3 separate regions of the Mus musculus genome follow, and regions 2 and 3 are each linked to region 1. Evidence: chromatin contacts called from public HiChIP or PLAC-seq data. All regions are on one chromosome and are shown on one strand. The core of a region is the stretch at or near the end of the contact, and the rest is flanking DNA. Distances in the headings are between cores, read along the strand shown.

Evidence for each region. HiChIP or PLAC-seq counts read pairs in DNA pulled down with a chosen protein or histone mark.
Region 2: an H3K4me3 HiChIP or PLAC-seq map of neural tube shows a contact between it and region 1, with 5 times the contacts expected there. The contact joins the enhancer-like site here to the promoter of Lbx1 in region 1. A contact is called at or near these places in 2 of 39 promoter capture datasets (embryonic stem cells and hippocampal neurons), 2 of 15 datasets of contacts at CTCF or cohesin (embryonic stem cells and large pre-B cells), 3 of 484 Hi-C or Micro-C datasets (all in the G1E-ER4 cell line), 9 of 115 datasets of contacts at active chromatin or transcription factors (DN3 thymocytes, craniofacial prominence, embryonic basal ganglia and 6 more) and 1 of 9 other capture datasets (embryonic stem cells).
Region 3: a contact with region 1 is called in an H3K4me3 HiChIP or PLAC-seq map of forebrain, with 4 times the contacts expected there. The contact joins the enhancer-like site here to the promoter of Lbx1 in region 1. A contact is called at or near these places in 5 of 39 promoter capture datasets (3T3-L1-derived adipocytes, the HPC-7 cell line, embryonic stem cells and 1 more), 3 of 15 datasets of contacts at CTCF or cohesin (the NIH/3T3 cell line and embryonic stem cells), 1 of 484 Hi-C or Micro-C datasets (bone marrow-derived macrophages), 13 of 115 datasets of contacts at active chromatin or transcription factors (bone marrow-derived macrophages, craniofacial prominence, embryonic basal ganglia and 10 more) and 1 of 9 other capture datasets (embryonic stem cells).

Annotation. Positions count from the first base shown.
Region 1 is chr19:45,233,852-45,238,789 of GRCm38.p6, reverse strand. Lbx1 (ladybird homeobox 1) reads left to right here and starts at 1,949. Exons shown (of 3, transcript NM_010691.6): 1 at 1,949-2,159; 2 at 3,149-3,887; 3 at 4,533-4,938. The coding sequence starts at 3,563.
Region 2 is chr19:45,613,133-45,618,070 of GRCm38.p6, reverse strand. All of the region lies in intron 5 of Fbxw4 (F-box and WD-40 domain protein 4), which reads left to right. Among named protein-coding and RNA genes, the nearest start is that of Fbxw4, 45 kb to the left of the region's middle. Within about 2 kb of position 2,015, at least 53 of the 459 cell types and tissues checked have an H3K27ac peak or open chromatin away from gene starts, as enhancers often do. A contact at or near this core is called in the G1E-ER4 cell line, where this site is marked.
Region 3 is chr19:45,504,942-45,509,879 of GRCm38.p6, reverse strand. Btrc (beta-transducin repeat containing protein) reads right to left here. Exons shown (of 15, transcript NM_001037758.2): 6 at 2,010-2,196. Among named protein-coding and RNA genes, the nearest start is that of Gm19639, 36 kb to the left of the region's middle. Within about 2 kb of position 2,144, at least 22 of the 459 cell types and tissues checked have an H3K27ac peak or open chromatin away from gene starts, as enhancers often do. A contact at or near this core is called in forebrain, where this site is marked.

The DNA of each region.
Region 1 (4,938 bases), core at 700-3,199:
CATTTTGACCTTATTTGCTGTATGGGAACTCATCTGACATCTTTGATGGGTAAGAACTGGGTGTCTCCCAGGAGTGGGTAGATCCAGTTTGCTTGGAGTCCCCTGAATGAGGCTCTTGTACTCAAGGGTCCCAAACTCTGGCAGGAGAGAAGGGGAAGAGGAGGGGGAGTGTTATCACCAACTCAGAGTAGACACCATTGCTCTTCAGGAGGGGTACTAAAGACCAGTGGATTTGGGTTCCCAAGATTCTAGAAGACCCCAGGTGTACCACACAGCTTTTTTTTTTCTTGGGGGCTGGGAAGTTGAAGATAGGGTAGACTTTCAGGTTCAGGAAAAGGAGGCAGCCAGGGCAAGTAAATAGGTTTCAAGGTGGCCTGGACAACTAATCTGGGCAAAATGAACAGAAACATCAAAATGCCAGGTGGCACCACAGCTCCTTGCATGCTGAGCTCCTGGCTGAGGGGCTAACCAATTAGGCCAAAGAAGCAAAACCACAGGATAGGGCAAGGCAGGAAGGGGAGGTGCATGGAGGTAAAACAGCAAATGACTGTAGAACGTCAATGAAATTGACAAGATATGAACAAAGATCTCAGAGAGCATGGGTCTTTCTGCTCCCCAGTTCACATTCCACCCCTCTCGGCAGTTTCTCAGAAATCCTCAACTCTCCCTGTCTTCAGAAACTGGGAGGTGAGCCACAACGCTGGGCTTAACTTTAAGGTGTAGTCTTCATCAAGGGCCTGGTGTTATAACAGGGAAGGGCAGGATCCTGAAGGCAGGAAGTAGGGAGAGAGCAGATGTACCCTGTGCCCTCCTTCAAGGCTTCCCTGGCCCTTTCTCCCTCTTGTTCCTTCCACCAGTCCCTAGACCTTCCTGTTACAAGGCTTAGCACCTCCTGGGGCTTCCAGGGCATCAGGGATGACAGAGAGATTGGGAGGTGGGAGGCAGGAGATGCTGCTGCATCAGGACCTGGGATGGATCTGTGGCACTCAGGAAACTCCAGCCTCTACTATCAGCATTTCTGCCTCAGAGCACCCCCTACCTTCTCCCCACCTCCCGAAGATGCAGGGTGAAGTCTGGGAAGGAAGTAGAAAGATGGCTTCTAGCATTCCCAAGCAGGCCAGTTCCCCCATCACACTGGGAACTCCAGGTACAAATCCTTTTCTCTACTCCTCAAGGCTACAATGCCATGAATCCAAATGATTAAATAAATATCAGGCCCCTGCACCGAAGAAGCCTGTTCCAGTCCCCAGCCCAGCTAAGTCCCCCCCCCCCTCCCTCTCTGCCTATAGGGAGGATCCCATTCTTTCTGTCCCACTCCCTACCCTGGTCCACAAATTCTCCAGCTGCTCTTGAAACCTTTCTCTGACCCAAGTTGTGCTTCTGGAGTACACAGACCATCCAGGAGTTTACAAACAAAGCAAGTCTGATGTGTGCAGCTAGTGAAGGGAGAAGTATTCTTCCGTCTGGTTCCTACACCCTCTTACTTTCCTCCTTTTTCCAAGAGAAGAAGTGGAAAATCCGGGCCCAACATAAACCAGATGGAGTAGCAAGAGAGAAGAGGGCCCCAGAGCACAGCCCCACTGTCGCGTTTTAAGGGAAAAGAAAGGCATAGCTGAGACTCAAACCCGCCTAAATGCCCAGAGATCCATAAACGGTTAAAAAAAAGACACACGGAGTACCACACGCCAAAACACACGTTAAAAAAAAAGAAAGAAAGAAAGAAAGAAAGAAAGAAAGAAAGAAAGAAAGAAAGAAAAGAAAACCAAACATTTTCAAATAACGATGCACACAAAATGCTCGCCTAATATTCAGAGATTCCAGGCCCTGGGATCCACAACCAGATTCTCCGGCCTCGCTGCGAGTTTCTGAGAGCACAGCCCCAGCCCTGGCCCGGCCCCTTCCCGGCCCCCACCCCGCATCCGGAACAGCTGGAGTCGGGCCGTGCTGTACACTCAAGCCCTGTGCCCGGCTGGGCGGGGCGGGCAGCGGGGCCCCGGCCCTGGCCGGGGCAGAGAGCAGCGGGGAAGCCCGGAACCCGCCCGGGTAACCCCGACACCCGGCCGAGTTTCCGTCAGACGTCCGTCATCAGACATGTGGTGGCCCTAGCTTGCCCCGAGAGCCACGGCGGGAGGAAAGAGTGTGCAAGATTGCAGAAGGAGGTAGGGCGCCCGCCTCAGGCTCAGATCAGGGGAGAGGCGTGCAGAACAGCCAACTCCTCCCTCCGCCTCTTCGGGTGGGGAAGGCTGAGCCCTCCAATTGTTCCCCTCCCCCAGCCCTTAGGATCCCCACCTCTGTCCCGTGTCGCCCACCCAAGGCTGTGCAGCCCGCTCTGACCTCCTAGGGGCCAGCCCCCGGAGCCTTCAGCTTCTCCTTTTCTCGGGCTCACGGCCCAGGGCTGGGGTTGGGGGGTGGGGGGGAGAGACAAGAGTGTGTAAGAATAGGGACGCTGGCTTCTTGATCTGGGATCATCAAAGTCCACACTGGGTAGCAGCAGGACCCGCCTGGGCTCCAGTTCTTACCTGGCCCGCGCGGCGACCGCGTCACTCCGCGGCTGGGGATCCTGGTACCCTTCTCAAGCTTCCCAACTGCGGCTTGCAGAGCCTGAGATCTCCGGGCTGGTGCTGCCATCTCGGCCAGGCCGGCGGGAGACGGGTGTGCCCAGAGCACTGCTCTCAGTTTGGGGTGGGGGGTGGGGGGCGGTGGCTTTTTAGTCACCCCAGGTTCGGGAGCAATAAAGGCACCTCTAATGTAATTTACAAACATCTCGGGCCGAGCACGGCGTAGAGCCGGGACTGACAGGCGCATTAGGCAGGCTAATTCCAGCCGGCTCCTCCTACCCCGGCCCGCTAATTAATGAGCTTCCCAACTTAGAGCCGCCTGCATTGGACAGACAGAGAGTGAAAGAGAGGGCGAGGGAGAGGTAGAGAAGGAGAGGGACGGGGGGAGCAGAGTGGAGTGAAGAGAGGGAGGGAGGGAGGGAGAGAGAGAGAGAGGACAGGGAGGAGAGAGAACAGAGAGAAAGAAGGGAGAGGAGAAAGAAGGGAGAGCGAAGAAAGAGAAGTTCAGCTGCAGATAATTGATTACTCCTCGATCAAGGCTAACTTGTTAGCAATAGTCAATTGCCCCGTCTCTCCGCCTCCCCTCGCAGTCCGGGATCGGCGCCCTCGCCTCGGTTCTTCCAACTGCCGCCGCCAGGACCCCGGGCCAGGAGCCGCCGCGGCGGAGCCACCTGACACCTTTAAATAGCACCGGGGCTGGCGAAACTGGAGCCCGGCGCGGCGCTTCCCGGCTCCGGCCCGGGCTTGCTGGAAACCCCGGCGGTGGCGGCGGCGGCGGCGGTGGCAGTGGCGGCGCCCGCGTCAGCGCTTTCCTCCCGGGGCCCCGCGCCACTCCGCTCGCCCGGGTCGCCGCGCTAATCGGCCGCTTGCCCATCCGCGCCCTGCCCGGCGCGGCCTCCTGCCCGCCTCTCGCCTTCCTCTCGCACCGTCCAGCGTCCGAGCTGCCCGCGGGCTGGGTCCCCCCGGCCCGAGCCGCCCCGGCCGGGCCCCCAAACGAGGCCGAGATGACTTCCAAGGAGGACGGCAAGGCGGCGCCAGGGGAGGAGCGGCGACGCAGCCCTCTGGACCACCTGCCGCCGCCCGCCAACTCCAACAAGCCGCTGACGCCGTTCAGCATCGAGGACATCCTCAACAAGCCGTCCGTGCGGAGAAGTTACTCGCTGTGTGGGGCGGCGCACCTGCTGGCGGCCGCGGACAAGCACGCGCCGGGCGGCTTGCCCCTGGCGGGCCGCGCTCTGCTCTCGCAGACCTCGCCTCTCTGCGCCTTGGAGGAGCTCGCCAGCAAGACCTTTAAGGGGCTGGAGGTCAGCGTCCTGCAGGCAGCCGAAGGTAGGCACAAGTCTAGATTCCCCTGCGCCCAGTCGCCCACACGCAGTGTCCTGCCCTTCGTACCCCCTGCCTCTGCCCACGCCGGCTGCCAGGCCCCTCCAGTCCTGGCTTCTGCAGCTGAGACTGGGGACAGGGGCGCAGGAGCCTAGTTCCTAGGGACCTCTGAGGTGATCTGAGAGAGGTGTGAGAACCCAAGCTCTTCCCGGAGTCTGGCCGGCTACCTAGGCTTCCCGTCCGCTTGGACTCTCCTAGACTTACTCCTGGACTGGGAAGAGGGCGAAATTTTTTTTCCCCTGACAACTCCTGGGTAGGGTGGAGTCCGGCCATTGGAAAGGGGTGGAGAATCGGTGTTCACAACACATTTAGGGAGTCTCTGTGTGGTTTCCTTGCACTCTGTGAGACTTTAGCTCTTTCAGACCAACTGTTAGGGAGCAGAAATTAAAACATTTTTTTCCTAGGACTTTCAGGAGACCAGAGACAGGAGGTGTCCCATGGCCCAGTTTGCTCAGGTTTAGAGAGTGGAATCGAATTGGAGAAGAAACAAGAGCGGGACCCCGGGCCTGAGTCGGTTGGAGAGTTATGGGAGAGAGTCTGGGTGGGGTCTTGACTCTCTCGTCGCGAGCATACACTGTCATTTCTTTCCAGGCCGCGATGGGATGACCATCTTTGGGCAGAGGCAGACGCCCAAGAAACGGCGAAAATCACGCACGGCCTTCACCAACCACCAGATCTACGAGTTGGAGAAACGCTTTCTATACCAGAAGTACCTGTCCCCGGCAGATCGCGACCAAATTGCGCAGCAGCTGGGCCTCACCAATGCACAGGTCATCACCTGGTTCCAGAACCGGCGCGCCAAGCTCAAGCGGGACCTAGAGGAGATGAAGGCCGACGTGGAGTCTGCCAAGAAACTGGGCCCCAGCGGGCAGATGGACATCGTGGCGCTGGCCGAACTCGAGCAGAACTCGGAGGCTTCGGGCGGTGGCGGCGGCGGTGGCTGCGGCAGGGCTAAGTCTAGGCCGGGTTCTCCTGCGCTGCCCCCAGGCGCCCCGCA
Region 2 (4,938 bases), core at 766-3,265, 380 kb before region 1:
CAAGGCAGCATCAGTCAGAGGTCCAGAAGAAGGTGATTGTGAAGCCCGGGTGAGGCAGGCGGCTGGAGCTCCTGGTTGGGACCGCACTGGATGGAGATGCAACTCTTGGGTGAGACTTTCAAGTAAAAGAACAAATAGCAGAGCAGAAACAAACATCAGATGCTCGGACATCTGCAGAGAGGCAGCCAGCTGAAGTGTTCTGTTGAGACTTCGCTTCCTAGGGTTGAGCTTCTGGCTTCTATTCCCACTGCAGGCATTCTCATGTCATGAGATGAACAGCAGTAACCACTCTGGAACTGTCGCTCAAAGATACACGATTTTTACTTTGTTGTTGTTGTTGTTTTGCTGTTTCCTCTCTGACACAGTGTTGGTTGGGTCAAAGCATCCCCAGACAAGGGGTCTTGAGATAAGCATGCTTTGGTCTGAAATGCAGGCCAGAGGGCAACTTCACTTTTAGAGTCAGAGTCGGTTTCTCAGTAGCTCAGACAGTGCTGTTTATTAATGCAGTGTACATTCTGGGTTGATGAGATTTCCCCGTCAGTCTAAAGAGTGAGATCTGAGCTGGCGCTTGTCAGTGGCATGAGGGATGGGTGAGGCTCAGACTCCACGTTATTCTGGCATCCAATTCGAGAAAGAGAGGCTGGTTTCGGACCCAAGGAAGAGCCAGGGACCATATTGGCATTCGGAAAGATTTGGCATGGGAGCCACAGGGCTGCCTAGGTCCTGGGCTTACTGGCCAACTGTGTCTCTTAGGAAACCTTTTCTTTAAAGAGAATTGAATAAGAACTTTCTAGTCCTCTTTGGATCCCCTTGGGTAGTAATTCCACAGGGCTTGTCACTTGTGTTTGAAGCTGGTGCTGAGGAGGGCGGAATGAAGAGAAGTGAGGGGGTGGAGATGGGAGGCAAGAGGGAATCAGAGAGAAATTTTATTGAGGGAGTTTGCTGGGTTTATGGGAGGGAATCTCTCCCCTCCTCCCCATTCGGATTTGAAAGGGCCGGTGCATCTTTGATTAGGTGCAGGTCAAAAGAATTTACACATTGTGACCTTAATAACTAGAGGTGATTGGCAGGCGGGCTATGGGGAGGGGGTGGCGGGCCCCTTTCATCTCACTTAGCACAGAGAAGAGACAATGGACCAGCCGATTTTCCTTGTTGTCCCTTGTTTGAAAAGGTCTGGTGTCTCTACTAGGTACCTGTGACATGGGGGTCTTGATTGGGGTCTCATAAAGGCCCCTGTCAGTGTGTCCAAAGGCCAAGAGTACAAAAGCAAGCCGTGGGTGGGGGTCTCAGCTGACCACTGAAGAAGGGAGGGGAGGGCCCGGGAGGCAGTGGAGGGAGAAGCAACCCCGATGGGAGCCCTTAGAGAGGGAGGGGAGGGGGGCAAAGAAGGGCCATTTTTGTCCCTAACTCATCAAGCACATCTGCAGAATTGTCCAAGCTACTGCCTCCCAGTTTCAAAGGAAAAAAAATGATCGTTTGATAAACCGTCCTGATTCACCACTTTCTCACAAGGGTGGGAGACCCAGTCCTGACCTCTGTATGATTTCACGTCAGAACAGGGCTTTCTTGCCCCGCCTCCAAATTGCTAGAGAAACTTTGAAATATATCCTGTGGCTTTCTCTCTCTTTTTTCCCCCCAACCCCCAATTTCCCACCCTCTCCACCCCACTGGCTTCTGTTCTCTCCCTGGGCACTCCAGAGTCTAGGCAAGTAATTAGTCCCTTCTTTCTGGGGCACAATGAAGCCAGGGTGTTTGTCAGGCCCCTTCCCACCGCTCACAGTGCTAGGGGCCTGCGGGAAGTACCAGGTGGCATGTGCACTGTGTTCCAGGCCTGTGCAATCGCTGAGGGATAGAGTGAGGGATCCAGGGAGCGGTGTGCACAGCACATCCATTAATGGTCTGCACACAGTGCCTGCATTTTTCCCAGGTAGAAGCTGTTCACTGCACTCAGAGCCCAGGTGGGAGCCCTTGGCACTGCAGCTATTTCCCACCCTGCGCTTAGTCACTTGGAGCTAACATGGGAGACCAACAGGCCGCGTCTCTTGAGAGCCTGATCTTTGTATCCAATGTGTGCACCCCCTCTGCCCTGTCAGTTTTGTGTGTTCACGGAGTGTTGATTTTAATGCGGCCTGTGTAGGTCTGGGAGGCCAGGCTGGGGGGCCTCGGGTCTTTGTCTTGCAGGGCCTCTTCTTGGAGGGTCTTCTGCCCTAGAGGACAGAGACAGATTTGAAGGTGGTGTGGTATGCCAACACTGGCTGGCAAAAGATTCCCCCATCTCTGCGTCTGTCACAGACCACTGCAGGGTGCCTAGAAAACAAGGGCCCCTTGGGGTGCTCCAAAGCACGCTTGCCTTGCCGCCTTGCCGGGCACCTCCCAGCCACTCCTTGAGATGGGTGGGGACAGGCAATTCTACCCTGTAGGCTGCCAGCTTCAAGTGAGTTGAACCCTCCTGGTGACTGTGAGATCCCAGGAGGCAGGGCAGGGTCAGAGAGGCAGAGGGCAGGCAGGATGGTAAGGGGAGAGATCCAGTCAGCTGCAGGACTGGTGCAGTGGTTAGGCAGGGCCAGTAGGTGTAGGCAGGAAAGAGGCAGAGTGGTGGGAGTGCTCCTGGAATGCTCATCTCCTCCAGGCATAGAGCTCCGATGTAGAGGGAAGCATTGGGGGGTGTCAGGAGCTGAGAGGGCAGACTCTGTACCTTGCTGGGAGAGAAGTTACAAATGTAGGAGGTACGGGTCCAGCACTTCAGGAAGGCCTGAGGCCCAGTTAGAGCTGAGCTGCTCTGCCTCTAGGCGGTAAAGCTTCTGAGAATCTGGGCCTCAGGGAGGGGGGGGGAGCAGGTGGGGGGACCTACCATCCTGGCTAGCGGGGTTGTAGCCCTAGGCCTGAGGCCTTGTTCTGAAGCACGTGGTTTTCAGAACTGAGCTATGTCTTCACTGCTCATAGGGATCAGAAGGCAGAGATGAGGTGGCCCTGGGAAGGCTTCCTGCCAGAGTCCAAACACAGTGGCTCCTCTGTGCTTCTGTTGGCATCCTTCAGACTGTCTTGGGCACTGATGCCAGTCACTCTGCCAGGCCTGTTGAGGGAATAGAGCTAAACCTCCAGGCTTTGGGGGGACCAAGTCCCAAAGGGGCCCACCAAGAAGAGGTTTGGATCACTGTTTGGGGGGATATTTCTTTCACTGAGAAATAGGCACCCCCAAGAGTACTCAGTCCCTCTGTTCTCTTTCCTTAGTCTTTCCAAGGCCTGTTTCTCCCTTCCTTTCCTTTCCTTTCTTTTCTTTTCTTTTCTTTTCTTTTCTTTTCTTTTCTTTTCTTTTCTTTTCCTTTCCTTTCCTTTCCTTTCTTTTCTTTTCTTTTCTTTTTTTTTTAAATCTCCCTTCCTTTCTTCTGCCTTGCCAAAAGCCTGGGAGCAAGAGAGCCGCTGTATAGATGGCGTGCCGAGGAGTGACACTGTCAGGAATCCTCAGCATGGCTCCTGGCTGAGCGCCAAGGCTCAACTGTTACTCCCCATGGGGTGTGTTGCTTGCCAGGGTCTGCCTGAGAGGGTACCAACACATCCAGCCTGTAAGTGCAAAGGTGGTAGAGGACGGAGCCGTGAGCAGAGAGGCAAACTGGACAGATCCACGGAGATATCCACCTGGAGAAAACAACTGTCCGTTGCTTCACAACAAGTAGAGTGCTCAGTGGACCTCTCTGGGGATCCCCTGAGCTGATTTTTTTCCTTTTAAAAGTATAATTATAGTCAGGGTGAAGGACTGAGGCAGGAATTGCCCTTGGGTTTAAAGCAGAGTTTGGATCAAGGTAGAGGTTAAGGGGGTTGGGTCTCCTAGAAGGTGCTTGCTTAGTGGTTCAACTCTAGGACAATAGAAAGAGAGGAGCTGGGCTGTGGTATGGTGCTTAGGAGGCAGAGGCAGGTGGATGTCTGTGAGTTAGAGGCCAGCCTGGTCTATAGAATAAATTCCAGAACAGCCAGGGCTACACAGAAAAACAATAACAACAAAACAAAACAAAACAAAAAAAAAAGAAAGACGGAAAAAAAAAAAGAAGAAAGAAAGGAGGGAGGGAGGGAGCTCTGTGGGTAGGTTCTTCACTCCTGCAACCAAAGCTAAAGAATTTGGTGCCAGAGGAACAACAATAATCACAACAGTTGTTTTCCTGGGAGATTTTATATTTGAATTGTAAGGGGAGGAGTGTTAGGATTGAAGCATGGCTTTGCACGTGTCTAGCGAGCGGTCCGCTACTGAGCTGTACCCGTGTTTATGCGTGGCCATGATGACTTCTATATTGAGGACCAAATGGTGCTATAAAGATGCAGCATGGCAGTCTGACAAAGCGCTCTTTGCACAGCATGCACAAGATCTTCTGCTTGTGACTTAGGGAAGGAGTGGGCCGAGGGGTTCCTGCAGGCGTACGTAGAATCCTTCATCCAGGCAGGAGCAACCTGAGCTGTCTGTGGAAGATGATCTAACTCAGATTATCAGCGATGACGCTGCAGCCGTCATAGACTCCTGTCTGAAGTGCGTTGAGTTCTCAGAAACCTGTCCTAGGTCAAAGGAGTGACTAATGAAGTTCTGCAAATTATTCTGCCTCTCTGGTGTTTGGTGCTCTCAGGAAGCGCGAGAGAAGGGATTGCTGACAGAGAGCGTGCACGCAGAAGCAGTGGCACACAGTCTCAAGCCTTTCTCTTGTTGCTTGTGACCTCGGAGGCCCAGAGACTCTTCCCCACCCAAATGGCTTTTATTTGTATTACAAGTATACGTAATTTCCCTGAGCTGTCAGCGGTTGGAATACATGAGAGTCCTTACTAGTGGGTAAAGGGCCTCATCCCTGAGGGAGTTTCCCATTGGTTCCCTGTGTATGTGGGCTTTCAGAGCTCCCTGAGGGGACTGGAGAGCTGGCTTAGTGTTTGAGAGCCCTTGATGCGCTTGTAGAGCACCTG
Region 3 (4,938 bases), core at 895-3,394, 270 kb before region 1:
ATTTTTTTAAAAAGAGTCCAAAAAACTATCTTTTCAATGATAGTTCTTTGTTACTGTCTTAATATCCAACCTAAAAGAGCCCGCTGTTTAGGACCAACCCTAAACAAGAGTCTGCCTTTTCACTGCACTTACAGGGGCCCTGCACACATCAGCAGGGCACTTCTGTCTCCTGCCTTCCTGGCAGGTTAATGCTTATGCTGAAACTTATTATCATTCACAGGACGAACGGAAACAAAGTTTCTTAACAGGGCATGAAATCTTTGTAGCCAAGAATTGAGTTTTTCAAATTGAGACTTAAAGCCTGAATTATCTGGAGGAGAATTTCTTTGCTTTCCTAAGAGTTAGAGAATCTTCCCAGACACCCTGAAATTTCCCCAAGTAAACAACTGTGTGCTCCACTTTGAAAGCTGGTCTTGGATTCAGCAAATAATGGTCTCTGAATGCCACACATGATAACTATCAGAGTATGAAGTCAGTAAGCAAAGGCAGTTTCTATTTTCCCACATAGAAAGAAGTTAAAAAAAAATCTGAAAGGGAAAAAAAGAGAAAGAAATGACAGTCAGCCCCGGTTTGCAGTCATAGCAAGGACGTGGCTAGTGTGTGAATCCTGAAGCTGGGCTGCAGAGTAAAGGTTTTAAGAGCTTGAGACATCTCTCAAGTGCTTACCAGGACACTCAGGCCAACACTTTAATGAACCCACGAATTTCAACGACATCAAAGTGAGAGAGCCAAGTGTAATTTTATAAAAATGTGAAGGAAAGTTGATTCATATGCATCTGTCTTTCTTTCCTGCCTCAATTTCCCTACCTGCTGGGATCACAGGTGTGGATTACCACGTCACCCAACTAAGTCAAAGTTTGGTTTTTTGCTTATAGTGCTGAGGACTGGACCCAAAGCCAGCCATATGTGTGTGTGTGTGGTGTGTGTGTGGTGTGTTTGTGTATACATACATACACACACACACACACACACACACACACACACACACACAATGAGGGCACCTGCAGCCCTTAGCTATTTTTACACTTGTTTTGAGACAGGGTCATGCTGCAGAGGGAGAGTGGGTCACATATGTACTAGCCTCCTTTCTACTTCTTGGAAAAGCAGGCCATGTACTACCATACCTAGCTTCCCTTTAGTAATCTTAACTATTTGAGGTTGCATATGACACCAGACCAGAAAAGAACAGAAAAAAAAAAGGTTAATTTTGAAGGCAATCACTGGGCATAGACATGTCTATTATCATTTTTTATCAAATATACTTAATAACTTATTTAATGAATTATTCATACCTGACTTTCTTATAGTGACATTCTAGAGACACACTCTGAGGCAAAATTCTAAAAAGAAAAATATCTTCAAGAAGTTTTAATGAAATAGTGCCATTATGCCCAGGGAACACTACTGGGGAAGTCTTTCAGGCCACTGACTACACAGGCCTTAGGGAATTCATAATTAAACAAGCAAATCTAAAGACACAAGTTTTAAGAAGAAACAAATGGTTTATCCTAAATTTCATTTTTCATTCTTTCTGGTAGCTATAGCTTAATTCTACTTGGGCATAAAAATTAAATTTTGATTACAATGATGATGAGACACTGGAGGTGGGGACTACATAGAGGAACTCTGGTGAAGAATAGTGACTCCATCTTCCCCAGAAGAAGAGGAGGAAGCAGGAGTGGGTTCTTTCTACCTGATTGGAAGCTATCTTTTCTTCCTTAAAAATTGTCTCTCAGGCTTTCTGCAAAATTCTAACTTCTGCCCAGAGAGCAGAATTCTTTAATTAGGAGGGTGGTCACTTTTCTTTTTTCTTTTGTAAAACATGTCATCTTATGATTGACTGGTCAGAAGAAAAGCTACGGAGTACACAGACAACATTTGCTTATATTTTTAGCTATAAACTTCACAAGGACTACAGACGATGCGCAGTGACCTCGCTGGCTCCTGACACTTGGCCGTGCCCAGGAGCCAGGCCCGGGGCTGCCACAGGGAGAGAAAGGGAGGCTCACCAGCCTCTGCGCTCTGCCAGGCCTCGCCACAGAGAGTCCGTCCTGACCATCCTCTCGATGAGCTTTTTCCACAGCATGCCGTCCGACGTCACGCGGTACCATTCCTTGCACACGAGCTCAGCAGCACACAGTGACTTGGCGTCCAAGTATGACAGAATGTTCTCAGCGATGTGGTCCAGACCCCGTGCTTCAGTGAGGGGAGGGAGCACAGAAAAAGAACAGAGCGGGTGCTGAGCGATTCTTCACAGAAAGCCCTTTAAAAGAGCAGCACATGCCTGAGATAAAGGCACACCGCTCTCCCCAGCGTGGTCCAGCTTTGCTCAAACAGAGACTTGGGGAAAATGAGTGTCAATAATTTTTCCATAAGGTTACAGAAATGAACAGTATTTTCCATCTTCTGTTAGATAAGGAAGTTAAAGCTAACAACCAGCAAACCCCCCAAGACATTAAAAATAAAAAGGAGTCCAGAAAACAGTTCACATCTATCTATATGGATTTCAACACTAGGGGATGTTCTACAGACGGCATCTCAAACTCAGTGATTCAGACCCCCCGAAATCCTGATATTAGGTCCATTTCTCATTCTGTTCTATTACTGCTGCTGTTCCAAAGCTATTCAACGAAAGAAATATCCTTTAAATGTACTAGGGAGAGAGAGGCAGCAAGTCAGACTGATCTGGGACGTGGCGTGTGGGCATTCAGGAGAGGGATGAGCACAGGGCCCAGGAGCACCCTGAGAGGAGAGACACATGGGGATACTAGGGTTCAAAGGAGTCTGATTGCATGTGCTAAAAACAAAACAAAACAAATTTTACTGCTATAAAACCTAAGTGACAACTGACCTAAAATGGAATAAAAAAATCTTACCAGTAAATGAGGGTAGCGTTTCAAAGGAAAAATATGGCAGGCTGATACCGTACTTCCCAATTAAAGCTCTTTAGCACCCAATAGGCCCCAAAGCCTCGGTGGAGAAGAGCCTGTCAAACAGGATGGCCACTCTAATAACACTTCTGGCATTGCTGTCCTAAGTTCTCAGGTCAGCCAGTCACAACTAGTCATCCCCGAGGCTTTCTCAAGGCTCACAAGGGGAAGGATTCCTCCAGTCTGCTGTCTGCAGGCATGAACGGAAAGGACCGACAGCATGCATTTTACTTTGCATGTTGCCCCGAATCATATGGAGGCACACTTGGCTGCCATTAGCAACAATCCAAATATGCTTATTAAACATTATTCTAATTATAAAAATTGTATGGCTATCTGTCAAATTTTCCAGCAGATCTGGGGAAAGCAAGCTTGAAATGGATCTTGTGTGGCTGGCATCACATGTTCATATTTAAGCAGAAGCAGATGGAGGCATCCATCACCTAGTTCTTATTAAAGGAATATGACTATAAGCCAATTAAAGATAACAAACACTTCTTCATACAAAATACAATGATGGGATATTTCCTGAATCTCTTATATTTAAACTTTCTACAACATCACAAGTTTCCAAAAGGCATTCTTACATTTTTAATGGCTGTCATCAAATTGCTCCTGATCTTTTACAATGTCCCAGCAATAAGTCCCTGGAAGTAATTTCACCTAACACTACAAACAAAACCATTACATTAATGGATTACAGGCAATTTTTGAAGTAGTTTGGTTTACTAAACACAGATAGATGGTGTAGGTTGAGAAACTTAAGTGGCTGCTAAGCATTGGACACGATTTAATACAACACAGCCTGGCCATCAGAGACACACTAGGGATCAGCCCAGTATCTGGCAAAATACCCTGATCCAATCAGCACTGGCCTTAGTGCCTAGCCTGAGACAGTAGCATGTCTCAGTGATTGGGACGACAACAGCAAGAGGTGTACTCAGATTGCATTAAAGAAAACTGCTTGCCTATGGCTACACAAAATCCAGTATTTTACAAGAGGACAAAACCTATTCTATTTAAGCAAAGAATATAGGCAAAATTCTGTTTAAAAGTGGTAATTCATAATATACAAATAACTAATTGTAAAGGGTAATTTAATTTTAAAGGGTAATTTATTTTAAGTTCAGAAAAACAAGACTTTAAGAAATAGCTGCCAAGGATTCAGAGAGGCAGCACTCACTTCCACAGCTAGCTGTGAAGTGGCTCGGTTTGTTCAGTGTGCATGGAGGACAGTGTGGCAGCATGGGCCAAAAGCCCTTTACAGACAAGGTGAGCGGGGTGCGCGCACAGCTGCAATCCCAGGAGGATAGTAAAGTCTGAGGCCAGGTCACGGAACACAGTAAGACCCTACCTCAAAGGGAAGTGAATCCTTTTAAAAGGCTCCTGCTTCGGGGCAGCGGGGGTGGGGTGGGGTGGTGGTGGTGGTGGTGTTAGTGGCTAGTGGCTAGTGGTTAGTGGTTCAATTTCCAACACCAAACCCAAAACACCCAAAAACAACAAACAAAACCATCAAGCCAAAATAAACACAAACAAAACAAAATTACACCCACTGAAACTCCCCATATTCTTTAATACAGCAATTCTACTTTGGGTGTTTTTCTTCTGAGACTGTCTAGGAGATTAATGCATAAGAATGTCTACCATGGTATAATTTATACAGAAAACGATTAACAAAGGGGTTAAATAATGTGTTCGCTACTGCAAAACGTACTGTATAAGACTAAAGTTATTTAAAAATAGAATTTTAACATATTTAATAAAAATATACTAGGAGACTATATTAAGAAAAATTAAAAAGAAAAAAAAAAAAACCCCAACAAACTCCAGATCTACAGGGAAAGAAACACATGATCAGAACTTTATAAGAAAAACAAAGAGGTCTCTGTGGTAGAATTCCGGGCAATTGTGTTTTATATTTTGTGTGTATGTGTGTGTTCACATACATGTGAATGGAGGCCACTGAGCCCCATGAATCTGCTTACATTTGCCTCCCTAGGTCTGGGAA